Regions from separate parts of the Sus scrofa genome. Here all the other regions are linked to region 3. The links are chromatin contacts, called in public Hi-C maps. All regions are on one chromosome and are shown on one strand. Each heading gives the region's core, a stretch centred on a gene start, on an enhancer-like site or on the middle of the called end of the contact. The rest is flanking DNA. Distances are from core to core; before and after follow the strand shown. Region 1 holds the start of TSPAN12 (tetraspanin 12). Region 2 overlaps CPED1 (cadherin-like and PC-esterase domain-containing protein 1). Region 3 holds the start of CPED1 (cadherin-like and PC-esterase domain-containing protein 1).

Region 1 (4,068 bases), core at 1,107-3,606, 110 kb after region 3:
GCAAGGTGTGGTCAGGTGTAAGCAGTCAGAACTACCCAGGTCCACAAGGCCTCAAGTGTGTCGAGGTCTCCTCTGCTGAAATACTGATTCCCACACTCTGATAACTATTCTTCAGGAATATGAGAGCCGAGATGCAGCTGTTTTTTTCTTCACTTATAAAATAGGAATAATCCCAGGTTATTAACTCACAGGTGAGGAATTTGATCCAGGTAAACCAGAAGATACCCCTTTGCTAGTTTTCAGGCCTCTGTAAAGGGTTAGTTGACGTCATTTTCAAACTTTGCTGCGGATGAGAATTACCTTGCAAATTTTGGAAAATCTGGATGCCCAAGCCACATCTGCAAAGATGCTACTTTATTGGTATAAGGTATGGTTGGATCATTAGGATCTGTCCAAAACTCCCCAAGTGGTTCTAATGTACAGCAATTTTGAGAATCACCAAACTAGTTAGAGAGTATGACTCTGTATTTTAGTTTGGAATCTGATTTAACTAGAGATGTAACCTTGAGCAACTCTTTTAATTTCGATTGTTTCCGCATTCTTTATTTACTAAAAAGGGAGTGGAGGGGCAAATGTACTTCTGAAGCATCTTCCTCTAAAATTTTATGATTCTAGAGCCATGGTACATTTATGAATTGAAAGGTACTTCACCACTTTCTAGAAATAAAGAGGATCTCTGCTCAGAATCCTGAGTATCAGAGTTTCCTTCGTGGTGCAGCGGAAACGAATCTGACTAGGAACCATGAGGTTGCGGGTTCCATCCCTGGCCTCGCTCAGTGGGTTAAAGATCTGGCGTTGCCCTGAGCTGTGGTGTGGGTCACAGATGCAGCTCAGGTCTGGCGTTGCTGCGGCTGTGGTATAGGCCGGCGGGTACAGCTCCGATTCAACCCCCAGCCTGGGAACCTCCATATGCCACAGGTGCAGCCCTAAAAAGACAAAAGAAAAAAAAAAAAAAAGAAAGAAAGAAAGAAAAAGAAAAAAGAAAAAAAGAATCCTGGGAATGATTTGTACTTGGCCAGTTTCAAGAGCAGCCATAGACTCCCCTCAACGTGAGGATGTTTCTGTCACTCAGAAGACACCAACAGCATTCGGAGGGCAGGTGGTTTCAGCAGCTCTTTGCTTATATCTGGCATACATTTTATTTGAGCAGTAACTGAGGATAAAGGTGGGTTTCTTTGCTCTTTTCTAGACTCCAGAAGATACTTTGTTGCCAGAGTTAGGTCATCTGATGGATGCCTGGACATTGTTCTTGGATGGTTGTCTTGGTGCTCTTGGGAGCTTGCTGCCTTACACACAGCTTAGTAACTTGCTCACCAGACTTTTCCTCCCTTAAGCCAGGACACTCATGTTCTCTTTTGGTCTTAATATCACTTCTATCGAAATGGAAATGTGTGTCTCTTAGTCACCCTGGTCATGCAGCAACTGATGCTAGACACAACTTCATTTTACTTTTTTCCCCTGTAAGGAAAATTAAGGAGGACTCCTGTTACTAGCTTTTCTCAAAGACGTTGATTATACTGTAGGTACTTCATATTTGTTAGTGAAGCTGTATTTTCCACATAATGCACACAGAAGTAAGAATAGAATGTGGACTATCATGAGGCATACAACATCAAAATTTGATCATATTTTAAGTGTGAAACTTTTTTTTTTTGTCTTTTTAGGATGGCACCCTCGGCATATGGCAGTTCCCAGGCTAGGGGTCACCTACACCACAGCTCACAGCAATGCCAGATCCTTAACTCACTGAGCGAGGTCAGGGATTGAACCTGTGTCCTCATGGTTACTAGTCACATTCATTTCCAATGAGCCACAATGTGAACTCCCTTAAATGTGAAACTTCTTACTTTCAAAAGGGAAGTTCCTTTTGGAAGGATAGTCTCCTACTATGAATACTTCCTGAATTTCTAGTTAAAAAAAAAATTCAAACCCCATTACTATATGCACATTTTAAGATAAATCACCCAGTTAAAATCCCCACAATCTTTGGAGAAAATTTTGGAAACTTTGGATCACTTGTGAAAGAGTTAATCGTGTTCTTCCTAATCTGAGTGTCAGATCCCGACACGTCTACTCTGGGGTGTAAGTAAATACTGTAAGTGCACCATGGAAGCGGGAAAGAACTGTTTTTTTTAAAATCAGGGAGGGCCACAAAGCAATAAGAAGGATCATAGGGCACCACGTTAGTGACAAATCACAGGAGGTGGCTCTAGAAAGGTTGTGAAAACTGGTTTCTCATTGCAGGAATTGGGTTGGGCCACTCCTTCACCCCCCTTCGCAAACACAAATATTTTCATATAATAAAAGCCTGTTTCCCTACGGTTATAACCCAGCCTCCCCTCCGCTGACACCACCATTTTAAAGGGGTTTGCTGCGTGGACTCTTCCAAAGTCCCCAGGCTTTATCTCTGTCTGGTCGCTGTGGAGGTGAGGCGTCCCTTCGGGGGCTCCCGCCGCGTGAAGGGACGAGAAACACCCACTCGGATCCAGCCCCGGCAGCCAGCGGCCCGAGCATGCGCTGAGAGTATGTGCAGCTGGCCTTGGCTGCCGCCGCTGCCTCGTCCGGACTTGGCGAGGACTTGGGAGGGACAGCGGCGCTGGGAGGTGGCTTAGCAGAGACTTTCCAGCAACTGCTGCCCAGGACTTTTTTTTTCTTTTTTTTTTTTCTTTTTTCCCAGGAGGCGGCGACGGCGGCGGTGGGGGGAGAGGAAGAGAAGGAAGCGTCTCCAGTTTGAGCCAATGCAGCCCTGCGGCTCTCCGGGAGGAGCGTCCCTGCCCCGATGAGCCCCCGCCGTGCGTCCCCGACTGTCCCCCGGCGGGATCGGGGCGCGGAGCCCAGCGCCGACGGTGAGTAGCCGCGCGTCTCTCGTCTTTCCTGCCCGCTGTCCCGCCAGCCCGCCGTGGCTGCCCCCGGCGCTGTGTGCTAAACTACTTAGAGGCTGTGGCTGTGGGGCTCCGCGCCGCCAGCGCTTCCCTCCGCGCCCTGCCGGGGGCGCGCGTCCGGGTGGCGGGGCCGCTGACCGCGCTCGGCTTTGTGCTCCTCCGGCGGCTGGGAGCGCGGGGTCGCGGCCCGGGCCGGGGCCGGGGGAGGGGGACGTGAATGACTAACCCGGCGTCTGCACAGCTGCACCGGCCCTAATTCCCCTGCGCCCCTCCCCGCCCCCCCCGCCCCCGGCTAATCCATCATTCCGGGGCCGAAACATCATTTCTCACGTTCTCCCTGAGAAACCCTAGTCGTCGGGCGGAATCCCAGCTCAGCGCTGCGCCCGCTCCAGTGCCCCGCGTTCAAACTCTAGCTGTGGGATAGGGAAGGGGGGGGTACGAAGTTGGGGGGCCAGGGAACTGTCCTCATGAGAGGGACACTCTCACCCTTGGTGTCGCCGGCGGCTTCTGTGACACCTCTGGGGGGTAGTGTGGTTTCAGAACTTCGGGACAGTTCTGAGCAGAGCTGTCCCCGAGGAGGGGCGTGGACTGAGGGAGGTTTTAAAGAGCGTCTCATCAGAATTCAGAGGACACCGCCGCGCGTCCCCTGAGAACCGGAGTGTACTGCGCGCCTTCATTCATCCAGGGAGACAGCCTTTTCTTTTCCCAGCAGGTGTTATCTGAAGCCGGTTTGGAACTTTGGAGAGTTTAGGTTACTATGATAACTTTAACAAATGATTTTCGATGAAGGGATATCTCGGATGAACTAGGCTTCAGACCAGACCCTGGCTGGCGGAGGAAGGATGGGCTGGGGGTGGGGAGCGCGGTGCTAAGTCCCCGGTTCTCTCCCGCCCTCTGCAGATCGTAGCTGTTTGGCCCGCGGGGGTAGGATGTGGTGAAAGGATGGGGCTTCTCCCTCCCTGGGCTCACAATGGCCAGAGAAGATTCGGTGAAATGCTTGAGGTGCCTGCTCTACGCACTCAATCTGCTCTTTTGGGTAAGTCAGAGAGTCCAGTGCACCAACAGGTGGAGACGGCTGGACTCGGTTTCCTACAGCCACCACATAATGCGCCAAAGGGCATGGCTAAGCATTAATTAATTACATGGGCTCACACCCTCTATTTTTCAGAGAAGTAAATTTTGACCT
Region 2 (4,226 bases), core at 348-2,847, 68 kb before region 3:
GTGGCCCTAAAAAGACAAATAATAATAATAATAAAAATTAAAAATAAAAATAAATGTAGATCCCCATCATCTTTAATGTCGTCATAGTTTTCCACTGATAAATACGCCATGATTTGTTCACATTTGAATTGCACAGTTCTCCAGTTTGTAAAAATTGTTCATGAACAGGGAAGATGTGGAAAATTATATAATTTCGCTAAATTTACGTTTTTTCCTTCTTTCGGCTTGTCTGTATTTTCTATTCTTTTCGTAATGAATGCATCGCACTTGCATAATAAAGACACAATAAAAGGGAGAGGTAAAAGGAATTTAAAAATGAATGTTTGATCATTTTTAAAATTTGACTTCTACTTTCCTTCTCATGGGTGGTCAAAAACCTTAAGAGGATACAGGAAAGAAAGGGGAGAACATTTCTATGACCTTCAATGCTTGATAAATAGAATCCACCCCCACTGACTGCTGTTCATGCTCTCTAGTCTAAAATTCCTTATCCGGATTCCCAGGCTAAACTCTCAGGGGCTTCCTAGGGGTTGAATGGGTGTTGGGCAATGGCCTCTGGGAGTCACCAAGAGGAAGAAAGGGCAAAGTGGAAGAGGAAGTTCAATTTCATATGTTAAATAGCCTTTGAGATTTTTTAAGTTAAGGTTTTAAGGATTTTTCTAAGGGCTTAAAAAAGAAAAATAATCCACTTCACATCCACTGCAATCGAGATCAATGCTCTCTTTCTGATTTAGGTTTCCTGGCTACATCTCAGACACCCTCACTTTCTTTCACAGAATCCGCGGAGGAAAAAAACGCCAAAGCACAATAGTCAGCAAGAAGTACTGAATTTATTTCCTCTGTCCTGAATGCAGAACCATTAAGATGAAGAAAACTGCCCAGAAAGCTAATCTATAAGAAGTCCTAAAATATTTCCAGATAAGTAAAGAGAGACACCTCTCACCATTGTCTCCCTATTCCGTCCTTCTGGCAATCAGTCCTTGGCCTCTCCTCGAAAGAAATGGTGAAAAATACTTAAAGATGTGGGAGTTGAAACGGTACAAAAATACAAGCTGCCAATGAGAACTACCTGCCCATCTGCAGCCTGCATGAATGAGGATAACCAGCAGTGTGAGACAGTGTTACGGTGTTCTTTTTAGACAGCAATAAGGGGATTGGCCTCTTGGCTCCAATAGTAGTCACCTGGAAATAGGCATTACACATGTCATTCATTGATATCTTACTGCCTTGTGTGTATAATACGATAACAGTTCTCCAGCTCTGTCGTATATGCAAATGACTTATTACTCAAAATGAGTAATTATGTCTTGGAGCGTATCTTCCACTTCTGCCCCATTCTCTGCCGCATAGTACCAACTCAATATTGAGCCTGTAGTGGTGAAATGGATAAATCCATCCAAGCATTGACAAACCCTCTGATGATCAGGGAGGCTCCCCTTTCACAATGCTAAGCCCCTCCATTAGCATTCTCTCCAGTCCTTCATTTAAAAATATTAGACGAGAGAAAGAGGAAAAATAGAAGTAAAAAATAAGGGCCTGCCCTCAGCAAGTCTCAGTCCTTGTTGTGGTGAGACCAACACATACACATACGACTAAAATACACTGTGCCTTGGCTACAACAGATGCTCTACAAGTGCAATAGATACAAAGTGGAAAGAGAGTGTGAATATATGTCAGCACATCAGGTAGGCTTCACTTGGAAGACACTCCTGCGTTAACAACAGATTAGATTTTCAACATGAAATACATACACAAAAAGGTTTCTAGTAATTATCTCTGGGTTGGTAAATTCAGACTATTTATTTTCTTCTTCATACTTTCCTCACTTGGAAAACAATATGCTTGACTTAGAGGCATGTGTGCTTTTCTCACCACTTGACTTTTCTGAGACCTACAGGTGAATGTCAGGTTTAAACGTATTGCTTGTTTACTCCAATCGACGGCTGGCTAAAACGGTAGGAGGTATTTTCTTAGGAACCACATCCAAACCATCAGCATGTTCAGCTGGCTTTTTGCTTTTTTTTTTTTTTTTTGGAAATACATTCTGTTCATGAAGAAAAGGATCTCTCTACCTATGAGTTGAACAAAGCATTAGGAACTACAATTTACTTCCATCAGCCTTAGAATGCATGGAAATCCCACCCAGATTTTTCTCTATTGTAAGTGCTAGGAGTAATTCTTAATTTTTTTGTGTGTTTTCATAAGTATATTAGAGGGACGTTAGAAGGGGCTGCTTCCGGGGGCCACCAGCCAGTTGTGTTGGTGGTGGTGGTTGAGCTGACAATTGCAGGAGTAGTATGATTTTTTCCATTTTAGCAAGTGAGGAAGACATCCTCGGAAAAGAGAACTGAGAACTTGGGGGATTTTCTCCAATGTTTGTTGTGTAGGAGCAGAGAAGTCAGATTGTAGGACTCTTCCTAATTGGTGCTTGAGGGCTGGTGTGGAAAAAAATACAGATGCTTGTGGGGAAATACTGTGAGTGGCAGACTAAGCGGTCCATGCTTGGTAGAAAAGAAATTTGTGATCAAAAATGCCTGAGAGACTTGGAAAAAGGGACAGAAATAAGAGTACCGAAAATGTCATCTCAGGTTCCAGGCTCAGAGGCACAGAAGGCATGAAAAAGCCAGAAAGACTGGGATTATAAAGCAGCAATTGAGTTTAAACTCTCAAAAACAGAGCAGCCATCTGTGATGCAAGTTACGGAGCAAGTAGGAGCCTGAAACTGAAGAGAAATGAAGGTCAAGGACTTGATGAGATCAAAGCGCTCAGAGGGAAGGATGGTGAACCTGTCCTCCACATGGACGCCAAAATCGACAAAAACCCTGGCGGGTCTGTAGTGGAAAGGAAGCAGCTAAGCCAGGTGATGATAATCACATTGAATATATTTTGAGTGACCAGGATGTTGGTAGATGAGAGTAAGGAGTAGCAAAGGGGTGCTGACAATCTCCCCCAACTCCAGAGATTAAGGTTTTAGTAGACCACCCCGCTTTACTGTCCTTAGCGATCAAAAGTTATGAGGAAAATGGAAGCTGGAGTTACCCAGGGTTTTAGAGAAATGCAAAGACGTGCTAAGAGGAAGGACCCCAGAGAAGTACAGGATAAGGAGGTGGGAGAAGAAGGACCAGGCCACCAGATGGGATCTGAATCTTAGTGGTAACTGAATTTTACAGGGATGAGAAGGGTGAAGGAACATTAAGTTTCCAATACGGCCACTTAGCCGAGGGGCCGAGGTATATTTGGGTGATGCCACATGGTTCTGCCTTGTACCTTCCTGTGTCTTCAACTCTTCTCTTCTTGGAGCCCACGTGGCTTATGTTAATGAGTCTATAAATTTGATGCAAGCCAAATACTGAAAATGTGCAGGCTCTTTGGCCTTTCGAGCTTCTGAAATTGCTATGAATGTTTGTTGTCACACTCCAGGCCCTTGGAAACATTTAGGGGAGTGGCTTTTGGTCTGGATAAAATCTATCCCTCGCTCAAGTCAGAGCATCGGAGAGCTGGTTACCTGGGCCTCACTGTTTAGTCCTGAGACAGACTGCTGTGAGCAGGCTCATCAATGAGTTGTATTTCTGTTTCAGATGTAAGGGACGGAGGAAAAGATCACTCTGGCCACCGTCTCCATAACGGACTGGATTATTCAAGGGTAAGGAAAGAAGTGGGACGGGTATGAGGTCACGTGGACTTGGACAAGACTGGTCCTGGTAGAGATGGAGAAAAACGCTGTGGGAGGCACAGCTTGCTGATGAACTGAATGGGAATTGGAATGCACTTCCAGAAATTCTATCAATTAGAAATTCACTGGGATTGTAAACTGCTTTTTATAAAAATGCAAATACATCTAAGAGGCTTATGACTGGGGTGAGGATGTAATTTGGTCTGCATTAGTTCCATCAGCTTACTTTCTGCTCTCACCTAGCTAAAGTCAGCCATACCAAAGAGATGAGATTTTTACTTAGGGAAAGAATGTTTTGCACAAAGGATATGATCAAGTGTGGGACTGAGGTGGCAGTTTTGGGAAAGACAGAGGCACGAAGGGGCATTGAGAGGACATGTAAGGGGGTGCCGGCATCTGAACGCACAGAGAATAAGCAAACTCTGGCCATCCCTGAAAGTTTGCCTGATTGCCACAGAGAGATAAGTTCCCAATTTCCTCCAATACTGGGTATCTCATTTCTCACACTGTTATTTGAAACAGAACGTTCCTTACAGCAGAGGAGAGGAAAAAA
Region 3 (4,365 bases), core at 709-3,208:
TCTGGCATCTGCTTGCCTGGGTTTCGGTGGGTGTGTTTGGAGCAGCCGCAGGGACAGTGGCTGTGAGCTTCCTGGATCCCCGGAGCGTCAGGGTCTGGTAGAAGAGACAGACTGCCACCACCAAGCCCACCAAGAAGGGCCGCGGGCAAAATCGCCGGCGACAAAGGAACACTGGACGACAGACCATGACCAGTTCAGCTTCACTTGGCCCCTGTCCACGTTGCCGGAAAAGTCATAGCTATTTTTTGTCAGCATGAAAAATAAAAATCTGTCTTCTTTTTTCCACAACTTAAAGCACATCAAGATAGCTCCATCCCCCACTTAAGAACTTTCCGAAGCGTCATGCCAAAGAATCATAGGTCCCAAAAGTCTGAGGCGGTAAATAAGAGCCCTTCCATGGATGACAGTAAAAAGTGGCTGGCTTGGGTTTAAAAAAAGACATCAAAATAATAATAGTTGCAACGAATAACCTGAGCTTACCCCTGGCTGCCAAACTGTTGCTTCCGGTAATGCCTTATTTTTTCACATCCTTCAGCTCAACAGTAAAAGCTTCACAGGAAAAGAGAAACAACAGCAAAGTAAGTCTGGAGCCTAAAAACAGCATTGGAGATGGCAAGAGGTTTAACCCAAAGTGCCTGTTGCACAGCTGGACGCAGACCAGCTCGCCTTAACAGTTCCTCATTTTTCCTCCGGTTTTAAAGCCGTCCTGCTTTCAGCCTTTCATGTTTCTTAACTGCTTCCCCTCACTCCGTTTTAAATTGCCACTCTCCTGTAAGCCTTCTTTTAACATAAAAAGGGAACACACAGTCTGAATGGACATAGTTACCATCCGTAGAGGTTTGCTTGTATTTGTTTCGTTCCAAGTTCAAAGTTCTATGTACTTACTCAGTTTTCATCCTTTTAGCCAGAAAAAAGTTTCCATGATCCCCTAACAGCTTGCTGAGCAAAACTGCTCGGAAGGAACACCCAGCCGTAGGACTCCAATGCATCTCCCACCCAGGGACACACGCACACAGACACACAGACCCGCGCGGCGCGCGCCGACCGCACGCAGCGGGGAGCAGGGCAGCAGGCGGTGCAGCCAGGGGCCGGCGAGGGGGCGGGGCTAGGGCCCGGGCTCCTGGTCCTCGGGGGCAGCCGGAGCGCGCTGTCAGCTCCGGATCCCAAGCGGTGGGCTTCCCCAGACTGGAAAAAAACCTTTTCTCATTTGCCCTGAAATGCGGCCACCCACTCAGGGCTGCAGAATTTTAAATACGTATTTGATGTTTGACCCCTTCTGTAATTTCTTTTTCCCAAGACAGCACTGGAAAAACAAATAGCACTTCATCCACTGATGACAAAGGTCGACAAGGGAGACTGAAGCCAGACTCTGTGCGTAAATTGGGAGGATCACCACTCTAGGGAATTGAAGTCCCTTTTATGGGGATAAGAAAGTCCTGCGTACTGCTGTCTGGACCTCAGAACGTGAAAGTCTGTTAATTTGCATTGATACTACCGGAAGTCTTTTTTTTTTTTTTTTTTTTTTTGGTCGGCACCTAATTCGTATCACTTATTGCTCCTTTCCTGGAGTAAGGCTGAGTTTTTCAAAGGCTAATTGCCTGACACTTCGCTCCTCTAATGAATGGATTGGAGCAGACGCTGGGTCACTTTTGCTCACCAGAAAGGCGTTGTCCAGAAGTCAACTTAATCTAATGCTATACAATCTGCCACAAGGAACTCCTAGGAGGGCAAGTCTGCAAACTCCATCCACTCTTGCTGAGTCAGGTGAGGGAACGCAAAGGAGAAAGGCAAACTGTACAAGGCATGTTGCTCACCTCTTCCAGCCTTGGCTTTGCAGTCTGGAGAACCAGGACTGGCTTATGCTCATAGCAGACATTCTTTCAAGGCTCTTCTAAATAGGTTTTATGACCTGTTTCTGACCCAAACTCGTTCTTGTGAGCTGAGGTTCTCTTGTGAGGCCACACCCCTAAAGTGATCCCATCCTTTAGGCACGCTCCTCTGGGTCACTTGTATTTTGTGAGACGGAGCGCCCCCTAGGGGTGTCTCGCTATTACAGAGACAAGGGCATCTACACTTCCTTGCTTGGAAAAAACTGAGACCTTAACAGATTAAATAAAGCTTTAGAGAATAGGTATCCACACTAAAGTTAGATTTATGCCAAACCCTTTCGTACATCCCCTCCAGTGTATTTAATATTATTTTCTTTATAGATTCAGAGCCCTCAACCCCATGACAAATGAAGGAATGGAGAAAAATTAAATGACATTTGACCTTCAGAAGTCAAGAGAATTTTAAGAGGAAATGGCTAAACAATAGTGTTGGAAGACATAGTTTTGGTAGATGCAACGTAATTTGAGAGAGGATAGGAATTATGAGATCTCTAAATTAGAACTGTCCTTGTGTTGCTATGAGCCAAGGTGAGACAAAGTTCTTTACTAGGTGGAGAGGAATGGACATTGCATTTCTATTAAGGCAAAAAGTCTGAGAACTGAGAGTCCAGGGAATCTGAAGAGTCATTTTTATGCATTATCCATTTGCTGAGTACAGGATATGAGAGAAAGCATGAATCAAATGCTAAAATCATACTGTCTTTGAGCTAGGAGAAGCAAAAGACAACAGCATAGGTAATTTTATAGCTAGACTTCAAATAGCCGGTATCAGAAAGAAGATGACAAATTAGTATTCTAGAAACAAAAAGGTTGGAAAACCCAATTCCCTGTTTTAACCACTGAGTCTGAGGCAGGGAGAGAAGTGGTAAATAAAGGAATATCTGCAGAAGTGAGAAAATGGATAGGGTGGGACAGTGGAAAGGAGAGGTGGGAAATAAGATACAAATAAGACTAAGGGTGTCAATAGATAACGTCTGGCATTAGAGCTAACCCAGTCTGAGTAGACCCATAGCACTGCCACCTGTCACCTGGCTTTTAAACAAGTGATTTGTGAAATGAGCCTATTAATGCCTGCCTTTAGGCGTTGGTGGTGTGACTGAATCAGATTTTGGATGAGAGGAGCATTCCGTGCACATCTGTGGGAAGAAATACACGCTGAACACATGCCTGTTGTGGTTTTGATCCTGAGGCTGTGCACTCAGCCTGGTTTGGGGTCAGATGCATGAAGAGGGGCCTCTTGGAGAAGCCTCCAAAGCAAACCTGAGCATTTAGTATTTAGTTCTCGTCCCTTGATTCTGTAAGGCGGGGTTGGGTGGCCGAAGCTTGTTTGGGAGAATGAGAACGAGAGTGGGATGGAAGTGAGTAGAAGTGGGAGATGACAGTGGGAGGTATTCATGCCCCTGTGGTGTCGGAAGTTGACGTAGGAGCCTGGGTTAATCTGGAGATGTCAGAACAGGCACCGATGAAGGCAAAGAGTGAGTTGGCTCAGCGAGAGGAGTGGGAGGGTAACACACGCAGAACTGTATCAACCCGGGGATTCTAGCAGTGTTTCAGACTGAATGTTTTAGTGCATATAATTTCATAAAGTACCCCTTCCCCTAAATCATCTCAGGATTCAAGGGCCTGTGTAAGGGACACAGGCCCTTGGTGTGTGAAGCCACATCAGCCAGGGACAACGGAGTGGCAGGCATTTTAGAGTTCTATAAATTCAACATGGTGCAAAACAGAACAATCTTCCTCCTCAGACCTCTCCAACACAAAATATATTCTCTGTCGCACATGTTTGTTTCAGTTTTGATACAAAGTGGGGGAGAAGGGGGAGGTTTATTTAATAGCTGTTCATTTGTGTTGTGTTGGTTTTTATGGCCATAACTGCGGCATATGGAAGTTCCCAGGCTAGGGATAAAATCTGAGCTGCAGCTACAGCTACAGCAGTGCCACAGCCACAGCAATGCCAGATCGGAGCCGCATCTGCGACCTACGCCGAAGCTCTCGCAGCAATGCCTGATCCACAACCCACTGAGAGAGGCCAGGGATTGAACCTGCATCCTCATGGAAACAACATCAGGTCCTTAACCCACTGAGCTACAATGGGAACTCCAAAAAAAGGTACTTTTAAAGTTATTTCATTTTTTAAAACTAGAGAAATAAAACCATCTGTAACAGAGGAGATTCCAGTATCGGATCAGAAATTTGGGGAAAGTGATTTATCTCTTTGAGTGTCAGCTTCCTCGTAAAACAGAGGCTTCAGTGATCACTAGATAATCTCGAAGGTCACATGTGGCTCCAAAGTTATGCTTGTAGGGATACATTTTTGACATGGATTTCCTCTCTGTTGCAACCTGATAAGAAGAGGAAATCTGATTCTGGGCCCTCTTGATTTCCTGCAGGGGAAAGCCTTTGTCTTTCAGGAAGGCTCCTGACACATGACGGTGTAAAATCCAGCTATAGATTCTAGTGGCGATGTCGTGAATTA

The links. Hi-C and Micro-C count contacts between places; a contact is called where the count stands out from the background.
Region 1: a contact with region 3 is called in a Hi-C map of skeletal muscle, with 3 times the contacts expected there. The contact joins the promoter of TSPAN12 here to the promoter of CPED1 in region 3. A contact is called at or near these places in 5 of 47 Hi-C or Micro-C datasets (embryonic fibroblasts, heart right ventricle, liver and 1 more) and 1 of 2 datasets of contacts at active chromatin or transcription factors (alveolar macrophages).
Region 2: a contact with region 3 is called in a Hi-C map of retroperitoneal adipose tissue, with 2.5 times the contacts expected there. The contact joins the enhancer-like site here to the promoter of CPED1 in region 3. A contact is called at or near these places in 3 of 5 promoter capture datasets (fetal skeletal muscle, liver and skeletal muscle), 21 of 47 Hi-C or Micro-C datasets (adipocytes, alveolar macrophages, brain and 10 more) and 1 of 2 datasets of contacts at active chromatin or transcription factors (skeletal muscle).

The regions. Positions count from the first base shown.
Region 1 is chr18:26,044,351-26,048,418 of Sscrofa11.1, forward strand. TSPAN12 (tetraspanin 12) reads left to right here and starts at 2,357. Exons shown (of 9, transcript NM_001244673.1): 1 at 2,357-2,426; 2 at 2,678-2,846; 3 at 3,783-3,918. The coding sequence starts at 3,853.
Region 2 is chr18:25,868,299-25,872,524 of Sscrofa11.1, forward strand. All of the region lies in intron 5 of CPED1 (cadherin-like and PC-esterase domain-containing protein 1), which reads right to left. Among named protein-coding and RNA genes, the nearest start is that of CPED1, 68 kb to the right of the region's middle. Within about 2 kb of position 1,598, at least 4 of the 83 cell types and tissues checked have an H3K27ac peak or open chromatin away from gene starts, as enhancers often do. A contact at or near this core is called in retroperitoneal adipose tissue, where this site is marked.
Region 3 is chr18:25,935,965-25,940,329 of Sscrofa11.1, forward strand. It overlaps CPED1 (cadherin-like and PC-esterase domain-containing protein 1), which reads right to left and starts at 1,959. Exons shown (of 23, transcript XM_021078989.1): 1 at 1,815-1,959; 2 at 1-94.